Linked DNA regions of Mus musculus: regions 1 and 3 are each linked to region 2. Evidence: chromatin contacts called from public HiChIP or PLAC-seq and promoter capture Hi-C data. All regions are on one chromosome and are shown on one strand. The core of a region is the stretch at or near the end of the contact, and the rest is flanking DNA. Distances in the headings are between cores, read along the strand shown. Region 1 holds the start of Coa4 (cytochrome c oxidase assembly factor 4). Region 2 holds the start of Lipt2 (lipoyl(octanoyl) transferase 2 (putative)). Region 3 overlaps C2cd3 (C2 calcium-dependent domain containing 3).

Region 1 (2,700 bases), core at 117-2,616, 380 kb before region 2:
AGAACCCTACAGAATGCAGCAAGAGAGAACTCAGGAAAGGCTTCAATAGAGATAACTTCAACCTTTGCAAAAAGTTTGTTACGACGGGGTATAAAGGCGCTAAATGCCTCTTTTCTGTCTTATTCATTAATAGGTGGTTACTGTGTTGTGTGTTGGCTACTATATTAAGAGTATACAAGGGCTGGTGAGATGGCTCAGTGGGTAAGAGCACCCGACTGCTCTTCCGAAGATCGGAAGTTCAAATCCCAGCAACCACATGGTGGCTCACAACCACCCGTAATGAGATCCGATGCCCTCTTCTGGTACGTCTGAAGACAGCTACAGTGTACTTTACATATAATAAATAAATAAATCTTTAAAAAAAAAAAAAAGAGTATACAAACAAGACCAAGCTAGAGACAATTCCTGCCCTCATGGAGTTTACAATCTAGGCAAGTAAACTGGAAGTTTACAACAGTATGTACAGACAGCTGGGAAAACGAGGCAGGTCTAATCTGTCAAGACTTTCTAGAGAACCTGACTTCCAGGATGAAACTCAAGGATGAATGAGTTAGCCAAACATGGGAAAACTATTTCTGGCTAGAGGTAGACACATGAGAGGAATCACAAGTTCGATGACTGGGCTGAAAATGTAGTTTGGTAGTAGTACAAATGTCCAACGTGGAAAAGTAAATTGAATTTGATTCTCAGCCTCGTAAAACACTTCAGTAACTGGAGAAACCAGAAGAGCAGGAAATGAAAATTGGCAGAAATAAGTAAATGATTGATCAGCAAAGCTTTGCAGCCCATGTTAGGAGTTTAAGACTATTATCATGAGGAAAAGGGGTAGGTCACAAGACGATTTAAGCACTTCTCTATATAAACCTCACCGCTACGGAGGCACAATAAAAGGGTAAATGTCTTTGCCTGGAGACCTGTATTATTAGGTAGGGCCGTCAACAAATCATACACACACACACACACACACACACACACACACAAAATAAAATCGCTTTAAGATTCACTAGGTAGACTTTGTAAATAGCACTGCAGTATATGTCCAATACATGTTGTCCTCGGTACTCCTTGAATAAAATGAGTTCAACCCATGCTTAGAAATAAGGGCAGGCTAGATGCCTGACAGCTTGGCAAGGCCTTCTAGTAAGGCATGACAAGGAAGAGGAAGGAGAGAAATACAGGCATCCAAGTCCCCTGAAGCACCTCTCCCAGTTTCAGGAGCACTCCCGCCGTCCCCACTGTGCATCCGGTGTAGGGATGCGTGCGCAGTGCTCACCCGCAGGTGCAGAAGAGCGTGCGAGCGCGTTCCGCCCCAGACGCGGGGATTCGTAGGCAATAAGGACGCCCCCTGTTCTCTCCGCAGGAAGCCGACCCAGCGGGAGCACACACGCGGAAGAACAGAGCCCTCTGCAATTCCCATTGGTGAACTCTCCGTGTAGAGCCCGCCTTCAGCCCGCCTCTTCCGGGAAAGGGCGGAAGGAGCGGACCAATGGAGACCGGATCCTAGGGAAGGCACCTTGGATCGTTCTGAGAGACTGTGTACACACCCTCAGGTGACTCCAGGCCACCTGAGAGTGACGGAGGAGGCGGGTAGCCATTATGCCTTTTCATCAGCAAGAGCTCTGACTGGACCCATGTCTGAAGTGTTACCGCATGGGTTGCCAAGTAAGCTGAAGGGCACAGGATCCAGAAAAGGAATTTCAAATGGGACATTTTTCATTCCCAAGTAAAACAAAGAAACATGTATGCACAGTGTGTCCCATGCCATAACTAGGATCTAGAATGCCCTAATTGCTGAAGTGAAAGGAAGAGGCATTTTCTATTTACATTTGTGTATTTATGTGTGGCGTTGAGGTACACGTGTGGAGAGCAGAGAACAGCAAGAATTGATTCTGTCCTAACATGTGGGTCCTGGTCTTGAACTCAGGTTGTATGGTGGCTGGCAACTTTACTCAGGAACCATCTTGCAGGGGCCAAGGGATTGATCTTTCCTCACTCTGCCTGCCTTCTCTTCCCCACTTTCATTGACAGTGCACACAAGCTCCCTGGAGACCCTTTTCTTAACTTTCCATCTCTCTAGGCTTCAGGGTGGAAAGTGAGTTATTGCACCTAGCCATATCCAGACAACTCTAATCCTCTTTTACCTCTGAATGGCATTCTGTGTCATTCCTGACCATTGAATTCTCTCTCTCTCTCTCTCTCTCTCTCTCTCTCTCACACACACACACACAATCAACCTTCCTAAATTCTGTGAGAAAAGCTCATTTTATTGATTATCTGTCATTTCACATACCATTATTATGTTTTGTATCTATTTTTGGTTTTGTTTTGGGTATTTTATTTGTATTTGGGGGGATAGGGTCTCACTATGTAGCAGTAGCTACTGTGTGTAGTAGCTAGCCTTGAATATGTAGTTCAGGCTGGCCTCAAGCTTGTGGCTTTCCTGCCTTAGCTCTCCGAGTGTTGCAATGACAAGTGTGTGCCACCGGGACCAACCTTGAAGCTTAGTTCTTTACTATGATAAGTGAAGATCATCACACATATTTATGATAAATACATATAGATCATCAAGCATATATGTACTTATATATGTATTTACCATATATGTGTATTTATCATATATCTATGTCTGGTGATTTTCACCTGTCATCAGAGAAGATAAAATTCTACTTTATAACCAGTAAACAAGATAAAATTACTTTA
Region 2 (2,700 bases), core at 48-2,547:
CAGGGCCTGTCATGGTCAGTGAATCAGAGTAGTTCTGGGGACTCAGTCAGACTAGCAATTGCTCAGGGCCTGTCATGGTCAGTGAATCAGAGTAGTTCTGGGGACTCAGTCAGACTAGAAGCTTTCTATTGTAGAACCATCATCCCAAGGATAAGGTGAATGAATGTCCTTCAGCTGGGGCTGTCCTCAGAGATTAACGTGCACTTGAAAGTCTCCTTGAATGCCACAAGGAATGATGGCATTACTTCATCCACAGTGACAAGTCTTTGAAGCGCCTCACTCAGGGAAGTGACTCCAGTTCCAACCAGTCCACAAGGCACAATGTGCTCAAACCATGTGAGGTCGGTTGAACAGTTCAGAGCCAAGCCGTGGGACGTGATGTGTCTTCCACAGCGGACTCCTGCAAGACAAGCCAAAATATCTTAGCATAGTTATACTTCCCTTCTTTGGGAGCCTCAGGATCCCTCTGGGGCTGAAAGGTAAGGAGGCCTGGGCACAATCCCTTGAAACTTGGATGGAACACTGACTGGATCTGGGGGCTAAGTCAATGGCGGTGGGGGCTGTGGTTACACATCAGCTGCCCTTATTTTCGAGATTCGTTTAACACAAGAATTGCGTTTGCATTGGAAGTTTTAAATTTTGGCATCCTGTCTCCCGTTATGAGTCACAGGAAGAAACCTGGCAATTCATACTGAACTAGAGGACTCTTTTGTCTCAGCTCCATGAGGGAGGTCAGTGGCTCATGCCCAGAGTTCATGTCCAGCCCAGCGCTCCCCGATGTTAGCCCTGCCCAGGCTCCGCCCCGGTCCCGCCCCGGCGCGCTCACCGATCGCGCAGATCTTGCGCTCCCCCAGCCAGACGCCAGTGTAGGGCGGCGGCCGCGCGCGGGCGCCCTGCAGGCCCCGAAGTTCGCACAGTCGCACGGCGCACGCCTCCAGCGCCGCCACGTGGGTGCGCAGGCGCAGGCCTAGGAGCCGCAAGTCAAGCACCGGGTGGCAGAGCAACTGGCCCGGGCCGTGGAAAGTGGCCAGGCCGCCGCGGCCGGTGGCGCGCACCTCGGCGCCCAAGGCCCTCAGCCGCGTAGTCTCCTCGGGTGTCAGGCCACCGCGTAGCCCGCCCGTGTATACGGGCCCCGCTGGCTCGCAGACCAAGAGCACACCCGCTTTGGTCCCCGACAGGGTCCCAGGGCGAGGGTCTGCCTGTAGCCGCCGTAGCCAATGCTCCTGCAACGCCAGCAGCTCCGAGTAGTGCACCCGACCAAGCCAAACGAGCCGGACCACAGGCAGCGACATCGCGCGGGAGGCGGCGTGCGTGGGCCACGCCTTCTGGCGGGTCTCGGGGCGGGGACTCTGGGCCACGCCCCTGAGCTTCAGCCCGAGTGGAGCTTCAGTTCCCGCCTACCTGTGTGACCCGAAGTCCAGGCAGGATTGGTCTTAACCACCCATTCATTCCAATAATCATTTTTTAGTATGTTCTGTGTTCTGCAGGAACTTGGACCGTGCAGTGTAGAGTATTTGAGAAACGAAGATCCAACCCTGGAAGCTTAGGTGTTCACAGCTGACAAGCTAATATTAAAGTTTTTTTTTTTGACAATATTCAGAAATTGTCTTTCTGTTTCACCATGTAAATTCTTTTTTTTAATTTAATTAATTTATTTATTACGTATTTTCCTCAATGATGGAAAGAAAAACAGAATTCAGTAATATGTTGAGTTCCTCGAAAACTGAAAGGGAGACTAGTGTGCAAAGAGGTTTATTGTGGATCGGTGTGGGACGTAGCAGGTACTTCAAGATATATAAGACTTGAAAGAAACAGGATTAGGCAGAAGCTGTAGTTGAGCAGAGAAATAGTTGCATTAGATTCTTTCCTTAGCTATCCCCCAGGAATGCTCCGAGTCTGGCCTGACCCATTAGAATTATTCTAGATTAAAGCAAATGGGACATCCTACATAGATGGGTCACAAAAACAAGCTACTCCTGGGAAGGCACCGTTACCTTTGTAGGAGTTGCTTCCATTATGAAGCCCTGATCTCTGAAGGGAGCTCCAGCTTGAGTCATCATACAACCCAGTCCCAGAAGCCGAGGGAAGGACAGGGGACGGGAAGCCAGAATATCAAGATTAATTGTGATTAATTGGCCCAGAAACCCTTCCTGACCTGAGCTTTATACAACAGAGAATGTGCCAGAAAAGTCCCCAGAACTACAATTTGGAGAGGTAGATGTCTTATCAAAGTCTTATAAAGGGTCCTGAGCCCTCAGTCCCCAAGGCTTTTACTTAGCCCACTAGCTCACGCCCATTCTTGGGAGTGTTTTTCTTTTTTTAATAACCAGCCCCTGTTTCTAACCACACTGTGTGTCTCTGGTGTGGTATTCTAACCTGGGACATAATCTCAGATCTGCACTGACCACTAATTTTTTCCCCTTTTCTTTATTTCCTTTTCAGATATCGGCCTAAAGCCTGAGCCTACATCGTTGCACTGTGGACTTTCTCACTCTCTGAACCCCTCCACCTCTGCCATGCAGGTTCTCCCCTCCCTCCTCCATCACAGAAGATCCTCCTGCCTCTGCCTCCTACGTGCTGGGATGGACTTTGACTGTTAATAGCTCCAGTAACACTGAGTGTGGGTGGGCCAGGAAGCAGAAAGAGGAAGAACAGAATACCAACCAGAGTGAGGCTCAATGCCAAGAATTAATAAGGCGG
Region 3 (2,700 bases), core at 190-2,689, 310 kb before region 2:
GACTTTAAAGGGGTTGAGCAAACGTCTTGATTAGTAAGTGCTAAAGAGTCTCTTTATCAGAGTTGCTACAGCACATACCCCTGAAGGTCTGGGCAGCGGACGGTGTCTAAGGAGGGACATACACCCACATGCACTGGCCACTCCTCTCCATGCTGCACAGCATCACAAAGCAAGCGCCCAGCAGCCCAGCATGCACTTTGCAGGAGCCGCCCTCCCCTCCTCCCACAGGCAAGTGGATCATCAGACCTTAGGGATTCTTTAGGGTCTGGACAGAGGGGCCATCCATGGATGGAATCCCTGGAAGGGAACTTCAAGGAGGGACTAGAGAGAAACACGAAGATGGAGTCTGAACACTATGTGAAGGGAGAGGATGCCAAATGGAGGCTTGGCCTGAGCTAAGGTGTGGAGAGGGGATTTCTCAGGTGCAGAGAGCAGTCGCCAGGGTGGACGGACTGAGGAGAGGAGCTCTAGAGTAACAGCCATAGAAAAGGGAGCTGTGTGAACACCACCACCCACTCACGCAAACAAGCAAACAACAAACAACAAACCACAAAGCAGTCGGGGGAAGTCTCACCTGTTCCTCTTTAACCTCAACGAGCTGACCTGTAAAAGTTCATGTGTGCGTGTGTGTGTGTGTGTGTGTGTGTGTGTGTGTGTGTGTGTGAGAGAGAGAGAGACAGAGACAGAGACAGAGACACTGACTGACTTTGTACAGGTCCCGTGGTGTGGTTTCTTCAGAGGTGCTATTTGCTCTGCAGTGTGGTCTAATCTCAGTTCAGAGCCTCTTCATTACACCTCTAGATTTACTTCATCAGAGGCTATGTGCTTGTGGGGAGTGGTGGGTACAGGTGACTGTCTCTAGTCTTCTGTAAGCTTCTCCAGTCCTTTCTCAGTGGACATGTAGTGAGATGAATGGAAGGAATACTGGTTTGTGGTATAGATGACCCATTTCACTTATTTATAAGTAAGATGGTTTCTGTTAGTGGGTCTCAGTGATCACTGCCAAGCAGAGTTAGTAAACTCTGGTTTTCTTTCTCTGGTTTACTATGAAACTCAAACTTCAGATCTCATGGAGGCAAATGACAGGTACATCGGGCAAAACACAGGAGCTCTGCTGGAGCTAGGGGTGACCCTGGCTAGACACCAGAGCAAAACAAAGCTTTTATTCTTATCTTAGGTCCTGAGCAGAACTAGGGTTTGGCAGCTCCCCAAGGGAGCTTAGGGCTTGGCTAGGCAAGTGCTCACAACCACCCACAAGACCCCAAGTGATCCTCTAGATTGGGCTCATGGCTGAAGCTCTGCTCTTTTCCAGAGCAGTGCCCTTAAGTGAGAAACAACCCTGGAGAGATAAAACTGAAAGCAAACAGCTGCCCTGCCCGGTGAGGCTGCCTGGACGGCTGCCTCAGAGGTTGTGTGAGGGCTCTACACAGCTGCCACTGGGCTCAACTTTCACCCCCTTGGCTGGCTGCCTTTCTCTGGGGCGGCTCCCACTATCCACTCCTAAGGTAGCAACAAGGACTTCCCAGACACTGAAGACAGCAGAGAACTCAGCAGCCACAGCTATGAGTCGGGGGAAGTGGGGACAGGACACTCAGACCAGAGTCCCAGCCCTGGGCAGAAGATTGAAATTTAACCAAGCCAGTTACAGCATGGCTGGCCCCCCCCAGCTCCCTTCCCATCCCTGTTAGCACTCTCCCCATGGGGCTCTTCTACCTAAGTATTCCCTCTGTGCCTTACCACCTGGCACTTCTGTCCTTCTGAGAAGCCGTTTCTAACAGGGCCAGCCCACAGGGTTCCTGTTTACACTGTCACTGGTCCCCAGTTTCCACAATGAAGAGCCCAGGAGAGCCAGACAGACTCCTTAGCACGCTAACCAGTGCTGACTAGTGGGAAGTTTCCAAAGTCCAGACTCCATAGAGTCAGTGCCTGGCAGAGTTCCTGGACCCTGCTGCACACCAGCCTGCTCAGGTCTTGACAGGCATAGCACATGCCGGCAGGTCTACAGACCTTACCTGGGAGGTAAACACTAACTTGCGGTTTGGGTCAGGCTAGGTACCAACTAGTTCTGCCTTCTTTCCAACTCCTGTATATTCTCACCCAGGTTACTCATCTTCTTTCAAAAGTTTCAGGTAGCCTTTAGCAGAACCTTCCTGTGACCTTTAGGTCTTTTCTTGAATTCTGCAGAGTGCTAGGGACTTGGTGGTTCAAAGAAAATGAAACAGGTCAGGATCTTTGTTAACAGGAGGAGCAAAGCCATAAGGCCAGAGCCACAGTCATGAGGGCCCTGGGCTTCAGGAAGTTCCCTTGGACCTGTCTCCCTTCTGGTATGATCTGGTGAAGCTCTGCTGGCAGCTATGCAAAGGCCATAGTTCCAGTCAGATGCAGGGAAAGACAGAACCACTGGCCCCTTACCCAGGGAGCTTGCGTTCCACAGCAGAGGCAGCTCTTCAGAACAGACCAGATCGGAGCGTGCCTGTTAAGAGGCCACCCATGCTGGAGCCCTTCACCCATGTTCCTCTAAGTACCCACAGTAAAATTCATGGCTCACCAGATTGGACTTTGGTGGTATCCAAGCTTTGGTCTGTTATAGTATACCTATCTGGGGTGAATAGATATGTGTTCTGTCTCCTCAGGAAACGTTTTGTTATACACAATAAAATGGGATCTACAAATGGAGATTCAAGGCTGGACTTCTCCCTC

Evidence for each region. Promoter capture Hi-C pulls out the DNA fragments that hold promoters and counts their contacts. HiChIP or PLAC-seq counts read pairs in DNA pulled down with a chosen protein or histone mark.
Region 1: an HNF4G HiChIP or PLAC-seq map of pancreatic cancer cells shows a contact between it and region 2. The contact joins the promoter of Coa4 here to the promoter of Lipt2 in region 2. A contact is called at or near these places in 1 of 115 datasets of contacts at active chromatin or transcription factors (pancreatic cancer cells) and 1 of 9 other capture datasets (liver).
Region 3: a contact with region 2 is called in a promoter capture Hi-C map of liver, with 3 times the contacts expected there. The contact joins the enhancer-like site here to the promoter of Lipt2 in region 2. A contact is called at or near these places in 3 of 39 promoter capture datasets (3T3-L1-derived adipocytes, liver and stem cell-derived epiblast-like cells), 2 of 115 datasets of contacts at active chromatin or transcription factors (bone marrow-derived macrophages and pancreatic cancer cells) and 1 of 9 other capture datasets (liver).

The regions. Positions count from the first base shown.
Region 1 is chr7:100,535,766-100,538,465 of GRCm38.p6, reverse strand. Coa4 (cytochrome c oxidase assembly factor 4) reads right to left here and starts at 1,366. Exons shown (of 2, transcript NM_183270.2): 1 at 1,274-1,366. Gm39058 (a long non-coding RNA gene) reads left to right here and starts at 1,347. Exons shown (of 2, transcript XR_869836.2): 1 at 1,347-1,662.
Region 2 is chr7:100,157,874-100,160,573 of GRCm38.p6, reverse strand. Lipt2 (lipoyl(octanoyl) transferase 2 (putative)) reads right to left here and starts at 1,297. Exons shown (of 2, transcript NM_026010.2): 1 at 827-1,297; 2 at 1-400. The coding sequence starts at 1,292. The coding sequence ends at 171. Gm51452 (a long non-coding RNA gene) reads left to right here and starts at 398. Exons shown (of 2, transcript XR_003946658.1): 1 at 398-479; 2 at 2,443-2,700.
Region 3 is chr7:100,464,595-100,467,294 of GRCm38.p6, reverse strand. All of the region lies in intron 32 of C2cd3 (C2 calcium-dependent domain containing 3), which reads right to left. Gm10603 (a long non-coding RNA gene) reads left to right here. Exons shown (of 2, transcript XR_001778233.2): 1 at 1-2,700. Among named protein-coding and RNA genes, the nearest start is that of Gm10603, 3.4 kb to the left of the region's middle. Within about 2 kb of position 1,439, at least 171 of the 459 cell types and tissues checked have an H3K27ac peak or open chromatin away from gene starts, as enhancers often do. A contact at or near this core is called in 3T3-L1-derived adipocytes, liver and pancreatic cancer cells, where this site is marked.